Linked DNA regions of Mus musculus: regions 1 and 3 are each linked to region 2. The links are chromatin contacts, called in public HiChIP or PLAC-seq maps. All regions are on one chromosome and are shown on one strand. Each heading gives the region's core, a stretch centred on a gene start, on an enhancer-like site or on the middle of the called end of the contact. The rest is flanking DNA. Distances are from core to core; before and after follow the strand shown.

Region 1 (2,700 bases), core at 46-2,545, 170 kb before region 2:
TCTGGGTAGACTGTTACAACTCTTCAGATCCTACTCTGCTTTGCTGTGGAGTGGAAGTGGAGCGCAGGCACCAGAATAAAAGCTACTTTGGGGCCTGCAAGGTGGCTCCGTGGGTAAAAGCACTCACTGCCAAGGCAGCTGGCCAGAGTTCAATTCCCAGGATCCACGCTATGGAAGGAGAAAAGTGGACTGCCATAAACTGTCCTCTGAACTCCCACACACTCGCCCGCATCCAACACATGCACACAAATAATAAACAAACAAATAAATAAACAAATAAATAAATAAACTTAATGTTAAATTAAAAAAAAAACCATTACCATTGTTAGGAGTTGATTGACACCTTGAAAATTCAACAATGGAGAGTAATCAATGCTTTGCTTCTGATACTTAAATCCTGCTCCAAGCACTGCCTAGATTGTCTCACTAGACTCAGATCTGTGTACCCGTCTCATGTGTTCTAGCGCAACACTTGACTAGAGTATTGTCCAACCAAACAGTTGGCCTCAGTGTACTCCAGAAATATTTCCTGGGAAGTTTCATTCACTTTATTTTGTTCAGATCAAGGCCAAGCACGCTAACCCCTCTTAAACACTGGTGACTTGTCCTGCTGTGATTTTATGTCCCACCTTGATCATGCCATTTGGGGTCCCTCCCCTTCTCACAGGGATCTCTTAAGAGGACTTGGTGGACAGCACAAAAGATGACATTTACTCATTATAAATGTACATTGTAGTTCTTACTGCAGTCAAGTGCCTGTGACAATAATGCCTTAAACTGATTCATGATACATGCCACTAACATGTTCTTCATATTTGTATTACGTATGAAAACATCAAACACTATCTGGGAGATTTTGTTTCTATTCCCTCTTTTTTATTTTTATTTTTCAGTTGTCTGGTGAAGCATGTTCCCCATCCTGCTGTGATATTCTCCCCTGTCCACCCAAGATCCTCTGTTTATTTGTCCTCTCAATCCTTAGGAATTTGGAGACAGGAAGCTTGCTACAGGAGATAGAAGCCACGGGGTATCTACAGTGGTTATTTTTCTTCTTATGAGTGGAATGAAGTTGGGTCTTATCTCTCTGAAGGAACTCATAAATCTCTGGATACAATGAGCTCTAGTCTGGGAAATAAACCAAAAATTTTAATTTGGACTTTTTAAATGCTGCACTTCAGTGGTCCAAAGAAAATAACGAGTCACATATTTTCAAATACTGTAATGTGATTTATATACACCATTGTAATCTGGACACAGACTCAAGACACATGCAATCCCTCTGCTCCCTGGAGGCCCTTAGTGATGACATCACTTGCTAAAAAGTTGACAGGGAGAATCTCGAAGAATGTAGTGGAAAACCCCCAGCTGCATCTGCAATTGGTTATGAAACTCACAAAGATCAGATGTTTGTTATACTAGGAAAGATGACTACATCTTTGTGGGATTTGAGAGACTCTCTTGCTGTTACCACAAAAGATGTTAGGTCCTGCTCTGTCTACTTAAAGGCCCAGACTTTGAAATTTAGTAACAAGGGTCTAAGCTTGGGGACTTACCACTACCTTTCTGGCAAGAGTAGGGGCTAAAGTATATAGTGATAAAGGGGAAAATCCTACCCCTTGCCGCTAACCAACTCCCTTCACTCTCACAGTGAAGAGATTAGTGAAACTGAAGAAGATCTGTTCAAAGCAGATTTCGGCAGGCAGGCCATCTATGGAGACCATACAGCATAGAGAGAAGATCCCTATGTGCTGTTGTTCCCTGTGTTGGGTCTAGAGCCTTGACCACTATGTGCATTGAGAACCTGGGAAAGTTTCAAGAGGTGCCAGGGGTGCCAGAGAGAATGGCCTCGTCCCTCACTGGATGTTTTGTTCTGGAGAGCTGGCTCCATCTCTCATTGCTGGCGGCTCTCGGGAGAATGGGCCCTGAGCCTCGCCAGTCAGCACAGTAGAGCTGGCCCTGGTGGAGGGATTGCAGGTGAACCAGCCCCAAGGGTGAGGGCACTTGTCTGCGGTGAGATGGCATGGGTGCGTTGTGATGCTCTTTCCCCTCCCCCTCACCGTGACCTGTAGTAACTGGGAGGGCTGGCCCCGGGGTCACTAGAGAGGACGTCTATCCAGCGCTGCCCCATCACTGGCTGTGGGACTTGGGAGAGTGGGCCCTGCACAGATGACGGACAGGCCCAGCTGGATTAACCCTTGTACTTTGAGAAGGTTGAATGTTAGGCGTCCACCTGAAGATAAGGGCAGATTTTTGAGCAGGAGAAATGAGCTCTCCCTAATGGAACTGTTCAAGGTTACCTTAACAGTCCCCTTCTGAAAAGATAACTCTAGTACCATCTATGAAGTAGACTGAACTTGGGGAATAGATATATTTCTACTTGAAAATCCAGGGATTGATTCCTGAAGCTGTTCACCAGAAGGGACTAGTATGAAATTGGAGTTTCCATCAAACCTTCATGTATAGTCCCCAGGTAAGTATGCTAACTTTGAAGGATTTAAAAATATTTAAAAAGAACCAATCCCTCCACTCCCCAGACTAGTGCTTTTCTTGCCAACTGAGGCTATAGGTACAGAGAACCTATTATTTACTTTATGGAAGCCCAACTTGTCAATAAAAAAGACTATGGCCAATGAGCTGAGACAGGAAATAGGAGATGGAACATGAGAGAGAGAGAGAGAGAGAGAGAGAGAGAGAGAGAGA
Region 2 (2,747 bases), core at 216-2,715:
GGAACTAGAGGCAGAAACATCAGGAGTTCGAGGCCAACTTGAGCTACAAGAGATGCTGTCTCAAAAAGATGCAAAGTTTTAAAATTTTTTAAAAATGTTTATAAAATCTACTTTAAGTCAGGAAAGTAGGAGATAGAACAAGAGTGATTCAGCCTTCATCCATCTGCCATCCGATGGTTCTCCAATGCCTTCTGGGCAGGTAGAGATGAGAACATAGGAACAGGGAAAAAGTCTCAAATGAAAGCAAAGGGCAAAGATTCTTGTAACTCACAATCCTATCTTTACTTAAATTGCAAATGTTTATAATAACAGTATTACTCAGTTGTGCTTACAGGGAGTGGTTAAAGAATAAACACATTCTACAATTATGAAGATAATTAGGATATCACGAATCCATGTGCTAAATAAAAACCAAAGTTGCTTCATAATGTGCAATGTTTTTCAGCTGCTTGTCGATTGACATGAATAATATAGGCGTCCCAAAGGAGATGGCGCAATGAACGCAGAGAAGGCTGCATCAGGTGGGGAGGCAGAATTCGTAAGGAACCTTGGTCTCCTAGGGATCATTCCACACAAATTAGCCACGTGCACTTTACGTTGGAAGCAATGAGAGACGGCAGACAATGGTACTTTACTATAGGGTTTCAGATATCCGTTTTGATCACGTTAGGGACTCTCCTACATATTGCTTAACACAGCGAAGGAGGATTGGTTGCCACTGTCCACAGACTGGAGTCTCACTGTATTTACTAATACACCTTCCCGCTTGAGTTCTCATACTTGTTATTTCTCATTGGTTTCGTCGTATCACAGCTGAAATTATATTTTGGGGAAGCTTTTATTTTATTTTATTTTTTCACTTTCTACTCTCTATCCTCTTTCTTTAAGGGTCTCCCTGTTTTAAGCACTTGACCTTGTGATTAAAAATACTGCTTTTGTAGTTGTTTAGAGTCCATTTGCTCTTTCGAACTCCAACCAGCATTTCATCCTCCACTGAGGAAGTCAGTGACCGCCTCCGGAGTTGGATGATGCAGGGGTGAGTGTTTATCTCCTGAGCCTGCAAGTATTATCGATAAATTCCAGTTTAACAATGTCAGGCTCAAAACCAAGTTCCTGGTATTCTCATTCATTTTCTCAATTCTGGCAATACTTTGGGAAATACTCATCACTGATACTGCAGACTGGAAAATTAAGGCAAATGTCTGACGGCCCCTCCAGACGCAGTTCTGGGTCAGGGAGCCAGCCCTGTCCCTTTCCCATTGCCGCGGGCTCAGCTCGGTGCAGAATGAATCTGGTTTCTGCAGGGGAAAAGGACACTCCGGGCCGGGGTGCGGCTAGCACTGTGCGGGCGTGGACAGCACTGTGTCCACGCGTTAGAATCCCGGTCCGGGTGTGGAGACTCCCGACCCACCAGCCGAGTCAGGGCACTGAGCATGCTTGGACCAGGCCACGGAGATGCTCCGCCCATTTCCGCACCACGCTATGGCCGCTCTAGGACGCTAAAGGGTTTCTGCTCTCGCTGCTTAGGGCTGGGCCGGCCTCTTTGGGCGGGGTCTGGCCTGGGTCTGTGCGATGCCTTAGACAGTCTTGGTCCTGGGATCTGGTGTGGTGCAGCAGAACACCCTGTCTTGAGATCTTGTTCCTGTACTGGCTACCCCTGCTAAGTGTTGACTTCTAAAAAATAAAATAAAATCTCAGAGAACTTGATCAGTTGTGTCCCTAAAATTCTACCTTTTGCTGCATGGGAAAAACAAAACACACACACACACACACACACACACACACACACACACACACACACACCCCTCTTATTATTTTCAACTGATTTCTTGTATGCCTTGATTTCGGGCTCAGACTCTCGCTGTAGCCGCCTTCATATAGAGAGAGATGTGAAAGCTGCACCTAACCACAGTTTCCTAAGTCGTGGGTAGGGTGTGGGATTGGGGCTTCCGTTTTACCTCTATAGAAACCCAACAGGCTTTCGAGGAGGTAAACATTAGCTCTACTGCCTGCCCAATGGCCTCCTCCGTTAATTCAGAGCTTTATAATTGCATGGCTACGGAAAAGACTGGGGGTGGGGTCAGCATTACAAACTTTAAAGACAGTGCTATTGAACCTGTAGCGTCACCACCAGAGCCTCAAGTATGGTCCAGCCACTCGTCCTCAATAAGCTAATTAAAAGAGCCAAAATAAAAGTGGAAGGCAGGGAAAAAAAAAAAAAAAAAAGATGTATTCAACATGGCCACATTGGGAAGAGGGAAAGAGATCCAGAGAGTTTACCAAGTCCACTTTTGGTCCACCTAGCTTACCAGGTCACAGCGTGACTTCCCACACAATTGAGCTGTCAGTGCTTGAGCTTCAGGCCTATCCTGTAAGGTGGTAGGACAAGTTAATGGAACTGTGTAAAATCAGGTTTCCCTTCTGGCTGGTGCCTTTCCCTTCTTCCAATATGAGATTCCTAGGGAAAAGCCTCTTCTATGCATAGGGATGGTCTATCACTTGATCAGTCAGATAGACTGAAAGACATGATTATTTCTTCAGAACACTGTCTTAGTTAGGATTTCTATTGCTGTGAAGAGACACCATGACCACAGCAACTCAACTCTTAAGAAGGAAAACATTTAACTGGAGCTGGCTTACAGTTCAGAGGTTGAGTTCATTATCGTGGTAGTAGGAAGCACGGTGGCACACAGGTAGCAAGGGATCTGGAAAAGGAGCCAAGAGTTCTACATCCGAAATCCACAGGC
Region 3 (2,723 bases), core at 125-2,624, 190 kb before region 2:
TGGAAGAAGCTTCAGGGTGGGTGGAAAGCTGGCAAGGATCCTGGGATGGAGGGTCCTTGGTTGTCCCCACCCTGATTGTGGTGGTTTGACTAAAAATGGCCCCCAATAGGCTCATATTCTTGAATGCTTAGTCATCTAGGAGAGAGACTCCTTGAGAAGGATTGGGAGGTGTGTCCTTGTTGGAGGAGGTGTGTCACTGGGGGGTGAGTTTTGGGGTTTCAAAAGCACAAGTTCAGGCCCAGTGTCATTCTCTTCCTGCTACCTGCATATCTGGAAGTAAAACTCTCAGCTCCTTATTCAGTGCCATGTCAGCCTGCATGCCACCATGGACTGAACCTCTGAAACTATAAGCATGTCCTGATTAAATGTTTTCTCTTACGATGGTTGCTGTGGTCATGGCATCTCTTCACGGCAACTGAACAGTGGTTGAAACAGAAGTCTGATCTTCCCTTACTTGCTTATTTCTGCAAAATAAGGTGTGTCCTCTTTCTTCGTTAGACCCTCACACACTTGTGTTCTGTTTTGTGTTGCTCTCAGTGCTATTCCCTAATATTTCCATAGTATTCTGCCCAGCTACATATTCTGCTGCATACTTTACATCATTGTGTCTAACTTTCACAAATGTAGAGTAAACATTCTGTTCCCATTCTACCAGTAAGAGGGGTTAGGCAACTTGCCAAGGCCACATAACAGGTTGAAGGTGATGTCAGGATACAAACCAAGGCTCTCAAAACCCAACACCATCTAGCCATGTCTGTGGGTTCTGAAAATCGCAGAGAAAACATGATTTGTCATCAGTAGGAGAAGGAAGTGTGCATGTTGGAAATATACTCCTCATCTGTCAGATATTTACACGAGACAATGCACTGTGTTAATAGCTGGGTTCTATGTGTTTTCTCTGCCTTTTCTTTCTTCTTCTTTTCTTTTTTTTTTTGGTTTTCTGAGACAGGGTTTCTCTGTGTAGCCCTGGCTGTCCTGGAACTCACTCTGTAGACCAGGCTGTCCTCAAACTCAGAAATCCGCCTGCCTCTGCCTCCCAAGTGCTGTGTGCCACCACTACCCAGCCCACTGACCTTTTAGTTTTGACACTTCTTTTTGTACCTCTCCTCTGTCTAGTAACAAAACAATGGGATTGCTCAAGTACCATTCCTACACCTCCCTCTGAGGCACTGTTGTTGACCATGTCTCAGGAACTTACATCTTCCAAACCTTTCTTCCAAGACTCATAAGTCCAGCTGACTACATCCCATGGTCTTGCTTTTCCCAGGGACTTTTCATATCAAACGTCCTTGGAGCCAAGCTAGTTGGACTACTCACTATTCGTTCGCCTACACTTGGAAGCCCCAGTTCTCTCCAGTGTTCTACATGTTGCAGATGTTGCCTCTTCCTGTTATACAAGCTGGAAATCTGGGAGCAATCTTCCTAATGTCCTCGTCTAGTTCATGACAAATACTATTAGTCTTTTCTGGGCGACTGACCAAGTTTTGTAACTGATCCACCCACCCACATCCATTCCGCATCCGTTACCATTTCTCTTTCCTTTTGCAGCCTAAGTAAATGTTTTTGAAAAGTATAGCTGACTACATCAGCATAATTCCTTCCTTCTTTTCTTAGCCTCAGCTTACACCAAAAATACCCTTACAGTTGTATCAGCCAGAATTACATCAAGAACTTGGCGGGGCTGCTGGAGAAAGGGTTCAGTTGTTAAGAGAACAAACTGTTCTTCCAGAGGACCCGAGTTTAGTTCGTAGTACCCACGTTGGGCAGCTCACAAGTACCAGTAACTCCTTCTCCAGGGTATATGACATCCTCATCTGGCCGCCCTTGGTACTGCAGTCATATGCGCACACTCTTGCCTTGCCCCCTACACACGCAAAGTGTGATGAAAAATAATACGTTTAAACCCTAATTAGAGAAATAGAATTATCAAGTAGAATAACTAGAGGACTTAGTATTAATGTTAATTCTGTTAATAGTGTTAATGAGATACTAGGATCGCCCAATGACTAGATGTATGTGGGCAGGAGATGGCAGCTGTATGCAGATGTTAACCCACAGAGCTGTGGCCAAGATGACCTTTCAGGGAAGGGGCTTGGGAAACACATACTGAGGCCCATTCAACTCACAGGCAGTCTGCTGCTCACTCCATCCTCCACTGGCTTACTCCTCATGGCCGGCTCCGTCTGCTTTCTAACAGCACCCAGGATGACCAGTCCGGAAGTGGCCCCACCCCCAGAGGGCTGGTCCCTCCCACATGACTCCTTAGTTAAGAAGAATTTCTCCAGGCTTGTCCACAGCCTGGCTTTATGGAGGGAATTTCTCAACTGAGGTTCTCTCCTTTTGGATAATTTTAGTTATGTCAGGTTGATATAAAACTAGCCAACACGCAGGGTTCTAGTTGCGTGTACCAGTACAGTAAAACACTACTTTACTACAATCAGACCTCCTCATGTCTGTACTAGTTAACCAATTCCGAATTATCCCTTCTTCCTAAGCCTGACCTAACCAATTCAGGGCTGATTCCGCAGCCCCACCCCTTCATTTCTTCAGCATCTTGCTGCTTCCCTGCAAGCAAGCTGCCTTTCCTGTCTGTGTTCTAATGAGGGGAAAACATCCTAGCTGTTTCTCTTTTTTGAAACAATTAAGCATATGCTGTCATTCTCTATTTTAAAACCACAAAAAAATAATAATAAATTCATGAAACCGAAGACTATCATATAAAA

What was found. HiChIP or PLAC-seq counts read pairs in DNA pulled down with a chosen protein or histone mark.
Region 1: a contact with region 2 is called in a CTCF HiChIP or PLAC-seq map of the NIH/3T3 cell line, with 9 read pairs. The contact joins two enhancer-like sites. A contact is called at or near these places in 1 of 15 datasets of contacts at CTCF or cohesin (the NIH/3T3 cell line), 2 of 484 Hi-C or Micro-C datasets (granulosa cells and nephron progenitors) and 1 of 115 datasets of contacts at active chromatin or transcription factors (embryonic stem cells).
Region 3: a contact with region 2 is called in a CTCF HiChIP or PLAC-seq map of the NIH/3T3 cell line, with 11 read pairs. The contact joins two enhancer-like sites. A contact is called at or near these places in 1 of 15 datasets of contacts at CTCF or cohesin (the NIH/3T3 cell line) and 1 of 115 datasets of contacts at active chromatin or transcription factors (fibro-adipogenic progenitors).

Annotation. Positions count from the first base shown.
Region 1 is chr17:63,677,141-63,679,840 of GRCm38.p6, forward strand. No RefSeq gene overlaps it. Among named protein-coding and RNA genes, the nearest start is that of Fbxl17, 180 kb to the left of the region's middle. Within about 2 kb of position 1,296, at least 51 of the 459 cell types and tissues checked have an H3K27ac peak or open chromatin away from gene starts, as enhancers often do. A contact at or near this core is called in the NIH/3T3 cell line and granulosa cells, where this site is marked.
Region 2 is chr17:63,848,291-63,851,037 of GRCm38.p6, forward strand. No RefSeq gene overlaps it. Among named protein-coding and RNA genes, the nearest start is that of Fer, 14 kb to the right of the region's middle. Within about 2 kb of position 1,466, at least 303 of the 459 cell types and tissues checked have an H3K27ac peak or open chromatin away from gene starts, as enhancers often do. A contact at or near this core is called in the NIH/3T3 cell line, fibro-adipogenic progenitors and granulosa cells, where this site is marked.
Region 3 is chr17:63,659,612-63,662,334 of GRCm38.p6, forward strand. No RefSeq gene overlaps it. Among named protein-coding and RNA genes, the nearest start is that of Fbxl17, 160 kb to the left of the region's middle. Within about 2 kb of position 1,375, at least 75 of the 459 cell types and tissues checked have an H3K27ac peak or open chromatin away from gene starts, as enhancers often do. A contact at or near this core is called in the NIH/3T3 cell line and fibro-adipogenic progenitors, where this site is marked.